2 separate regions of the Ovis aries genome follow, and region 2 is linked to region 1. A link is a contact called in public Hi-C data. All regions are on one chromosome and are shown on one strand. The core of a region is the stretch at or near the end of the contact, and the rest is flanking DNA. Distances in the headings are between cores, read along the strand shown. Region 1 has its middle 33 kb from the start of ADGRF5. Region 2 holds the start of TNFRSF21 (TNF receptor superfamily member 21).

Region 1 (5,069 bases), core at 1,188-3,687:
CAAACAGAAAGACTATAGAAAGAGTCAGTATGGTGTCACTTAGAATCCAGTTTATGGACTTGACTAGAAGATGAAGGAGAAAACTAAGAAAGGCAACTTGGGAGAAAAAACACAACTAGGAAGAGAGGAAGGGGAGGGATCAATACTACCCTCCAACAGAACATTGCCTTTATGAGTAGGATGCCATAAGAAGGAATATTGGGGCCACAGAAAGAATCTTTGGAACTAAAGATAGAATAATATAACTACTGATATATTTCAATTGAGGTGATGGAAGATAAAGTTGAGGCAATGACTTGGGAAGTAGAAATAAAAGAAAAAGAAGCAAAATGAAAGAGAAAAAAATTAGAGGACTAGACCCAAAGTTTCACCATTTGAATAACTGGATTTTCAGAAAGAAAGTGTAGAGGAACAAAAGGAAGGGTATGATTACAGAAGCTAATAGAAAACAGCTTTTTTCACTTAGGGACATGACTTTCTCTACTGGAATGGCTGAATGAATGCCCAGCATGATAAATGAAAATAGACCAAATAAATTCAGAAAGAGGCAATAAACCCAGAAAGAGGAAGACTTAGAATTCAAGATTCAGTAGAAGAGAGAGAGAAGGAAACTCCAGGGTTGCAGTAAAGAGAGCTGCTAGCCAGACAACAGCTGGGGGGACAGGTCCAAGCTGGATCTTCAGGGGAAATTGCTCAACAAGGTGAAAATGGTAGGAGACCTGATATACTTGAGTGGTTATTTAGAAGAGACTTACATATCGTGAGATGGGTTGGGGATGGATTTTTCATAAGAACACAGAAATCCAAGCAACTGAAAAAAGTCACATCTAAGAGAGATAAAATATTGTGCATAAAAGGAAAAACAATTAAACATACTACCTGCCTCAGCTATAAATAGAGCACGCAGAGTGCCAGTAAAGTGAAATGATTTTGCTATAACCCAAATGATAACAATATCCCAGGAAGGTGGAGAATAGGAGGTATATTTGGGAGGATGGGTAAAGAGATCTAAATTTTAATTGTTTGTTTCTGGAAATCAATAAAACTGAGAAATCAAGGAGTAACAATGCAAGCACGTTATTTAGAAACACAGAAATAAATATCAAAAGAATCAAGTAAATGAGTTAAAAGAGCTGATTTCAGGGACTTCTCTGGTAATTCAGTGGTTAGGAATCCGTCTGCCAATTCAGGAGACGTGAGTTCAATCCTTGGTCCGGGAAGATTCCACATGCTGTGAGGCAACTAGACCCATGCGCCACAACTACTGAACTACTGAGGCCCACACACTCTTGAGCCTGTGCCCCGTAACAAGAGAAGCCACCACGGTGCCAGCCTGTGCACCGCAACTAGAGAGCATCCCCCGCTCGGCACAGCTGGATGAGCCCGAGCACAGCAACAGAGACCCAGCATAGCAAAGATGAATAATTAACTTAGAAAAGAGTTGATCTCCGAGAATCAGGAAATTATAGAGTTATTTGACTCTTGAAACCATATCGTGTGACTTAGGTTAAATGCAAGTGTGTGTGTGTGTGTGTGTGTGTGTGTGTGTGTGTGTGTGTGTGTGATTAGAGATAGCTTGGTGACTTCTGAAGTTAGAAGTCACCTTGATTGACTTGCTTGGCCACAAGCTTATGTAGCTTTGGTCACCTGCTTCAGGTCTTGGAGACGCCTATGAGAGCCTCAATCTGTCCAGCAGGTCACTTGGTATACCAGCGTATGGTTCAAGGGAGGTTCTGGGCTAGAAATGCACTCTTAGAGTCCTCAGCTTAGAGATGACGGTTAAAGCCATGGGACCAGAGATCAGGTATGGGGAAAGAAGTGACGAGGTCCAGGCATTGAGCTCTGAAGGTGCCCCATCATTTAGAAGTAAGGAGAGGAAGAGGATTCAGTAAAGAGGAAGGAGAAGGGTAGCCTGTGAAGTAGGAGGGAAACCGAAAGAATGAGATCCAAAAGCAAAGAAAAGCATTTCAAGAGGATTTCGAGGAAGCAACTGGGTTAACTACTGCTCAGAGTCAAGAAAGAGGAAGAGCCTGACTTGCCTATTCCAGTTTGAATATGAAGATTACTAATACACAAATATAATGAGCTTCGAGTAAGAAATTTCACTAGAGGAAATTTTCACATTGAATACAGAGAATGGAATTGTGTTTAGATGTTGCCATGCCTCATGTTGGATAAGCTCTTTACAGATCTGCAACTAGTTATTTTAGAAAGATGAATTTTCCCCCCTGTTTTTCTGGTGCTTCCAAACAAATGAAGGGGCTGAAGGATGGTCATTTTGTTGAATCTTTCTAGATCTCAGCCAGGTATAGATTTTCAAAAGCCCCAAATCTATTTCTTTCTGTTCTTATGGGGAAAGACAATTTGCCTTTTGTTAAGAAGACAGCAGAGCTGTGCTGTACTTACCTTTATTAAACTTCAGGGGGCGGGCTCTGACCAAGAAATAAGCTCTGGACGAATTGCTCAATGCTTAAATACACCCGAGAGCCAGCCTGGAATCTGGGGAGATGAAAGGCATTTTAATCCAACTACTCTAATTAGGAACAATTTACAGTGTTGCTGCTGTGTTTTGTCTAGTAAAAGAGATTAGGGAACTAAGAGCATAATAGCTCTGTTTGGGATTGGGAAACAAAACCTCTGTTTCCTGGATTTATGCCCAAGGGTGCTGGCAAAGAGTTAGAAGTTGCTTTTAAGCAAAAGGAGAAATTAGCCATGGTTGGCAGGTGATTTTCACTTGCTAGAAAACCAGTGTTTTATTTAAATGTGAGTTGTCTCAAAGGATGTACATTGGGTAACTTAGGAAAAGGAGCAGTCCTTACGCTCGGTCAGTCGACTCTTCGCAACACCACGGACTGTAGCCCACCAGGCTCCTCTGTCCATGCGATTTTCCAGGCAAGAGTACTGGAGTGGGCTGCCATTTCCTACTCCAGGGGATCGTCCCGACCCAGGGATTGAACCCGCATATTCTGTGTCTCCTGTATTAGCAGGCGGATTCTTTGCCACTGAGCCACTGGGGAAGCACTAACTTAGGAATATGCAGAGTTAATTCAAATACGTGGTGCCAAATGGAGTGTGAATATTCCTAGACTTTCACATTCATTGTTTACTTTGGGAGAAAACGGTCTGGCAGATTTTCTGCAGTCTTGTCACACGTGAACTTCCATGGACAAGTTACCCCAGCTCTTCACAGATTCCATTTTGTACCCAAGGTCATAGGAGTAGAGGAAACAAAACAAAAACATAAAACAGTGACTTCATTCAGAGCAAAGATTTGCTAAGTCCTCAAAGATGTATCCGGAAAGATCAAGGCTGCTTACAATTTGCTCCTCAGCCCTGCACTAGCTGCCAGGGCTTGCCTTTGTGTCCCCTAGTCCAAGCTCCTGCTGCTCACCCCACGACAGGCCAATAAATCCAGAGATGAAGTGTTGGGGTAAGCAATGGGGACTTTATTTGGAAAGTCAGCAGATGAAGATGGTGGACTAGTGTTCCAAAACACCATCTTGCCCAGATTTGGATGCTAGTTTAAGGAGCCAAGACAAGAACATGAAGATGTCAAGTGAAAAAGGGTGTGTGTGTGTGTGTGCTAGTCCATCAGTCGTGTCTGACTCTTTGTGACCCCGTGGATTGTAGCCCATCAGGTTCCTCTGTCCATGGGATTCTCCGGGCAAGAATACTGGAGTGGGTTGCCATTTCCTTCTCCAGGGGATCTTCCAATCCAGGGAATGAACCCAGGTCTCCTGCATTGCAGTCAGATGCTTTACTGTCTGAGCTACTAGGGAAACCCTAAAAAAAGTGGTACATTGTAAATATTTCTTGGTTCCAATCAGACTTCAAGAGATGTGTTCATTTCTTTTTTTCTACAACTATTTGTAAGTTGGCTAAGGGCTTCCCTGGTGGCTCAGATAGTAAAGAATCTGCCTGCAGTGCAGGAGACCTGCATTCAGTCCCTGGGTTGGAAGATCCCCTGGAGAAGGAAATCGCAATCCACTGCCGTATTCTTGCCTAGGAAATCCCATGACAGAGGAGCTGGCAGGCTACAGTCCCTGGGGTCTCAAAGAGTTGAACAGGACTGAGCAACTAACACTAACACTTTCTTTCACTGGTCAGGATGTTTCTTGTTAGCTAAACAAAGGCATTTTAGCTTACTGCTCAGGCAGGGGAGTCAGGGTTCCCCCAGATGGGCCATTATGTATACTTTAAGTCTTAGGCAACAGCCCATTAGTGATTCAGTTCAGTTTAGTCGCTCAGTCGTGTCCGACTCTGCGACCCCAAGAATCTCAGCACACCAGGCCTCCCTGTTCTTCACCCTCTCCCGGAGTTCACTCAAACTCACATCCATTGAGTCGGTGATGCCATCCAGTCATCTCCTCCTCTGTCGTCCCCTTTTCCTCCTGCCCCCAATTCCTCCCAGCATCAGAGTCTTCTCCAATGAGTCAACTCTTTGCATGAGGTGGCCAAAGTACTGGAGTTTCGGCTTTAGCATCATTCTTAGCTTGTAGCAAAAGCAATAGCTTTCTCTGTCCACTCCATGTATCAATCTGGTATTGCAGTACCTCCAGGAATGTTGCACCTCCCCTGGGGAAAGAGGAAAAACAATAGAATACACAATTTAAAGTAAAAGAAGCAGATCCAATGTGGAGTCACGTTTATTCTTCCCAATTACACTAGCACACAATGGGTTTTGAGAGAAAAGATAGGAGAGGGAATAGAAGGGACCAAGGCCCTTGGGATTCCAGTTTCTGTGCTAGACTCAGCATAGATCACACCCTTTGATCCTAAAAATGACACAATAAGTTGCATATTATTTTCCCCCTTCTACAGATGAAGCTGGGACTCAGAGTTTAGGTAATTTGCATGCCTAAGAAGGGGTCCAGAGCACTCCACTCTTTGCGACCCCATGGGGCCCACCAGCCTCCTCTGTCCATGGGATTCTCCAGGCAAGAATACTAGAGTGGGTTGTCATTTCCATATTCAGAAAACCTCTCAGCTTCACTCCATGCAAGCAGCAACCATTCCTAATATTCTGAGAATAAAGATTTATTGCTTTGGGATAAATACCAGACTCTGAG
Region 2 (5,069 bases), core at 1,248-3,747, 260 kb before region 1:
GGTGAGAGAAGGACATAATCAGATTTAGGTGCTACAATGTTCATTATCCTTAGGATGTTAAGAACAGTTTCTTTTGCAGGACTGAGAGGTCCAGGCAAAACACGAGACAAAAATCATGAAGTCTGTGTAATCGTCTGGGCAGGAGTAGAAAGACTATAGAGGAGGAGGTGCTGCCGCTGCTGCTGCTAAGTCGCTTCAGTCGTGTCCGACTCTGTGCAACCCCATAGGCGGCAGCCCACCAGGCTCCTCTGTCCCCGGGATTCTCCAGGCAAGAATACTGGAGAGGAAGCAAGGAGGAAAAAACTGTCAGAGACAAAATTAAACTACAGTTAATTTGGAGGGAAATAGCAGGTCTTCATGACCTTGAATGAGAGGGATGATGGACAATTAAGGTCTAGCCAGGGAGAATACTTCCCAGAAGACATGAATGGCCATTCTGCTTGGCCAGAAATTCGGTCATACATAGGTGCACTGGAGACTGGGAAAAGTAGTCTTATAGTCTGGATAGTTGCTCTGAGGCACATGGAAGCTTCCTGGACCAGGGATCAAATCTTCATCTTCTGCACTGGCAGGTGGATTCTTAACAAACACACCAGGGAAGTTCCCAAACGTCTTTTAAACAAGACTTTTTTTTTCCCTTGTCAGGCAGCTTGTGGGATCTTATTTCCCCTACCAGGCATCGAACCCAAGCCCCTGCATAATAGTGCTGAGTCCTAACCACTGGACAACCAGGGAATTCCATAAACAAGACTTATGATGGTACTGATTAGTCATTTTGAAGTTTTGAAGAAATAAATGAAGCTGTTATCTATGGAGATACAATGCATCTCCCTCTTTCTGGAACTAGATTGAGAAATTCAAGTGCAACCATAATCCTCTCCCCCAAATTCCATATTTAGTAGTAATGTTTCCTAGAACTTTGATTTTCACCAGACGGTACACATTAGCTCTAATATTTATGGACAATCATTTTCTTTACTGGCAGATGTTTGAAAGAACAGATTGGAATTAATCCTCAGATTAATTTTTAGCATCTTTCAAGTCTGCATAGTACAAAGGCCAAAGCACAATATTTAATAAGAAAACAAATAGTTGGCACCTTTCCCTTGTAGGTTACCTTCAGAGGTACTGTATTGATTCTTGAAGCAGATAATCGAGAAACTATATTATCTTTAAGTAGAAGGGGTCACAGAAGCTAGGAGAGGTCCAGCACCATAGAGTTCACAAATGAGTGGTGTGAACCAGATGGTCAAAGAGGCAGTTTCAGTATAGTGTGCCCTGTGCTGGCAGAGACTCAATGGTAAAGAATCTGCTTGTAAACGCAGGAGACGCAGGAGGTGCGGGTTCGATCCCTAGGTGGGGAAGATCCCCTGGAGAAGGACGTGGCAACTCACTCCAGTATCCTTGCCTGGAAAATTCCATGGACAGGGGAGCCTGGCCAGCTGTAGTGCACAGGGCTGAAAAGAGTCAGACATGATTGAGCAATTGAGCACACACATGCTGTCAGAACCTAGACGATGGACACTGTACCAGAAATGGTGGTGCTGCCAGGAGACTCTGCCTCCCCCCAGGTGAGACAACAAGAGGGTTGTCAGGTCCTCACTCACATTCAGAAATGCAGGCGGTGCCAACTATGCCCAGGAATGCTCTGTGCTCTTACTTCCGAGGCACTATGTTACCTCCCTTTCTACCCACCCACCTCCCACAAAGGCATTTGGAACCCAACTCAAAAATGTTTAATATGTTTTTGGAGGGAGAGTGTTTCTTATCTCTGTGATAAATTGATTCAGAGCTCTGGATCTTTTATTTAGGAAAATGCACCTGCCCACATATTTCAGGGGTTTCCAAGCCCTCTGGAAGAGCATCTATGGATCCAACTTCCGTGGACTCCAGGTTTGGAATTCTTTAGTCTGGACTTCCTTAATTGCATTTATTAACCCAGAGGATTTCAAATTTTGTTCCAAAATCTCCCCAAATCACCTGGAGAAGTGAAAAAAAACATCCAAACACCCAGACCACATTCTATTCCGATTCAAGCAGAATCTCTAGGGTGGGAGCAGGCATCAAAGTTTGTTTTAAACATTCCAGGTGATTCTAAAGTGCAGCTAAGTTTGGGAACCAACTCACTGGTCTCTTTATGGCACACCGTTGATCTAAATGCTTTTTGCTTTTTCTCTGATCTTACTCATCGAGCCAGAAACAATAGAAAGGCGTCTGTCACAGAAAATAACTTACTGAGAATCATCTTAGTAAAGAGGGAAATTTGGGTCAAGGGAGTGCATACCTTCAGAGCGTTTTCCTTGGATCAGAAAGCAGCTGCAAGTTCTTCAGCGAACGGCAGGGGGCATCCTGCACCTCCTTGCTTGCTCTGGACCGCCTTCTCAGTTCTGCTCGCACAAAGAGCCCGGCCTCCTTCGCGATGACATCACAAAGGGCCGATTCCCCGCCCCTTCGGCGCCACCACGTGTTTCCCTGCGCTCGGCGGCCACAAGACTCAGTCCCTCGCCGGCCGGTCAGGGCAGCGGAGGACGGTGGTTGGCAGCGGCCGGAGGCTTCGCTATGGGAAGTTGTTCCTTCGTTCTCTCGCGCCCAGCCCTCCTCCCTTGTTCTCCGCAGCCGCTGTCGGAGGAGAGCACAGGGAGGTGCGGGTTGCAGCAGCGGCTGCTTCTCCCCGTCCGGACAGCCGCGCAGCTGGGCAGGTGCTAAGCGCCCCCGGAGCTTCGCTCGCCGCCTCCCTCCTGTGTCCGGCCGTCCGGCTGCCGCAGTGCACATGGGGTGTTGGAGGTAGATGGGCTCCCGGCTCGGGAGGCGGCGGTGGATGCGGCGCTGGGCAGAAGCAGCCGCCGATTCAAGCTGCCGGGGGGCCACGCGCCCCGGGCGCCCTGCGAGCCCCGGGCTCAGCCATGGGGACCTTCACGAGCAGCAGCACCGCCCCGGCCTCCTGCAGCCGCATCGCCGGAGCCACGATGATCGCGGGCTCCCTTCTCCTGGTGAGCGCTCCGGGTGGGGTAGACGGGAGTCGCGGGCGGCGGCGGCGCTGGAGCCGAGGACGCCGCGCTCGGGGAGCGGGGCGGGTCGCGGGGCCGGGGCCGGCGCGGGTGCTGGGTGCAGAGGGGGCAGGTTGCGAGCGAGGGCAGGCAACAGACCCGAGGGCTTGGATCGGGTCATTTTGAGGGAGCCGCAGAGCTCAGCCCGACTCCGGAATGAAGGCGAATTGTTTTCCTTGCAGTCTGGCTGCACCGGGAGAGGCGCTGGAGATGGCCACTCGGCTTCCTGCGCATTTCAGGGTTTCTTCACCTCCTCCGCCCCTCCGGGGCCCCCACCCCCCCTCGGCGCACCCGCAGGGCCCCCAGCCGCTAGCCCCTCCGCGGGGTGTGGGCCCGGGGAGCCGAGGCTGGCGGCGGCCGCCGCTTTGTTGCAGCTGCAGTGTCATGCCGGGATGCTGCTGCGGTGGGAGAGCGCGGGACCCGGGCGCGCCGGCCCCCCGGAACGCCGGGTGCCTCGGCGCCTCCCTTAGGAGCGGGCGCCTGCTCCCCTTCCCCCTTCTCTCCGCCTTGACTGGGTGGGTCCCGGTTTCGGCACGCCCAAAAAGGAGCCCCGAGACCCACTCTCAGGCGCCCCCAAAGCGCCGGCTCCCAGCCAGGCGGCCAGCGCGCTGACACTTGAGTGGGGGAAGGGGAGAGCCCACCATAAAGGAAGCTGAATTTCCCCCCGTTTTTCCCCATCCCTCGCTTACCTGTGGCCGGGCAGGTGAGCATGGAGGGTGGAGCAGCTTCCTTCTTCTGCACCCGGTCTGCATTCAGCTCCAGGGCGTGCCCTGTAGCTAGTTCTCTCCATCATTTATCTTGCCAAAGCCTGAAAGCACCTTCGACCCAAAACTTGTCCCCAACTTCCCCACATCCCGTCCCCGCCTTTCCAAATATTGGCGGGGGGATGGGATGAATTAGGTGGAAGAAGAAAATTGATTTGAGATCAAACCCACGAGCCACCATAAGCTTCCGTGCTTATCTTTCTGTGTCTGCCGGGTGGATGGAGATTCTTAGCTAAAAACCGAACAAAAACAAAAAAACAAGAGCCTATTTTCATGGCAAGGCCGTGTCAAGGAGAGGCAGGCTTGCTGTCTCCTTCCCGAAAAGGGCTTAATGCCTGGCCAACCAAGATCTCTTAGATCCCAGGGCACTGCAGTTGCTATGGCTTGGGAATTCATCCTACAGACACTCTGGTTCCCTGTGCGAGGGTGTGTTTTAAAGGGGAAGAGAGACACTAAAGAAAAGTTTGGTGCTGTTCGGATTTATAATGAGGCAGGTCCCAGACTCCCTTCAAAGACCCTTTTCTGCCCATTCTATAGCAGTGGCAAAGTCAAGATTTGTGTCCTTGACACGAGGGTGTTGGGTGGTGGGCAGTAGGCTGGGAGGGTCCTTGAAAGCAGTGGGCATGGATTCGACAGTTGGTGTGGAGAGAAACTCATCTAAGTCCTGGGGAACATCGATCCCAATATCAATGGAGGTAGGTCCATCCTCAAGCTGCCTCCTTCTCAGTCTTAGATCTACTGCCCTACACCTAATGCTCCCCTTGGAGTCCACTCCTGGATTAAGTCTTAAGTCAGTGCAATATTTCATTGACTTTACGTTTTCTGCATGAGATGCTTAAAGTAAGGTCGTGGTGTAATTAAAGCATAGGTTGCTTTAACCTCCAGAGAAAGAGCCCAGCTCCTTTTCAGAAATCATTAAGTCTGGTTGACCTAAAAAATTGTGCACTGGATTTGCAACTGAAGACTTGAGAAAGTAAGTTTGCCTGTCTTTTTTTAAAAAGTAATTTATAGTGGAGCTTAGATGCAACCTTGAGATACTAACTAAAATGAGAGTGCTTATTCTCATGCTAACTATAACAGAAAAGTTCCACTGCAGTTCATTGAGTGCCCTGAGTTGACCCCTTTGTCCGGAAGGGAAACTGAGAGAGTGAACAGGGGTCACCAGGGTGGGGAAGCAATGTCTTTTATTTTTCCCACTCTACCAGCTATAGTCCTTAGCCCAGACGTTGATAGCACATGAAATGATGATCTCATGGTG

Evidence for each region. Hi-C and Micro-C count contacts between places; a contact is called where the count stands out from the background.
Region 2: a contact with region 1 is called in a Hi-C map of liver, with 2.5 times the contacts expected there. The contact joins the promoter of TNFRSF21 here to the enhancer-like site in region 1. A contact is called at or near these places in 3 of 16 Hi-C or Micro-C datasets (liver, muscle and skin fibroblasts).

The regions. Positions count from the first base shown.
Region 1 is chr20:20,153,824-20,158,892 of ARS-UI_Ramb_v3.0, reverse strand. No RefSeq gene overlaps it. Among named protein-coding and RNA genes, the nearest start is that of ADGRF5, 33 kb to the right of the region's middle. Within about 2 kb of position 2,437, at least 3 of the 54 cell types and tissues checked have an H3K27ac peak or open chromatin away from gene starts, as enhancers often do. A contact at or near this core is called in liver, where this site is marked.
Region 2 is chr20:20,412,964-20,418,032 of ARS-UI_Ramb_v3.0, reverse strand. TNFRSF21 (TNF receptor superfamily member 21) reads left to right here and starts at 2,497. Exons shown (of 6, transcript XM_012100789.5): 1 at 2,497-2,990. The coding sequence starts at 2,904.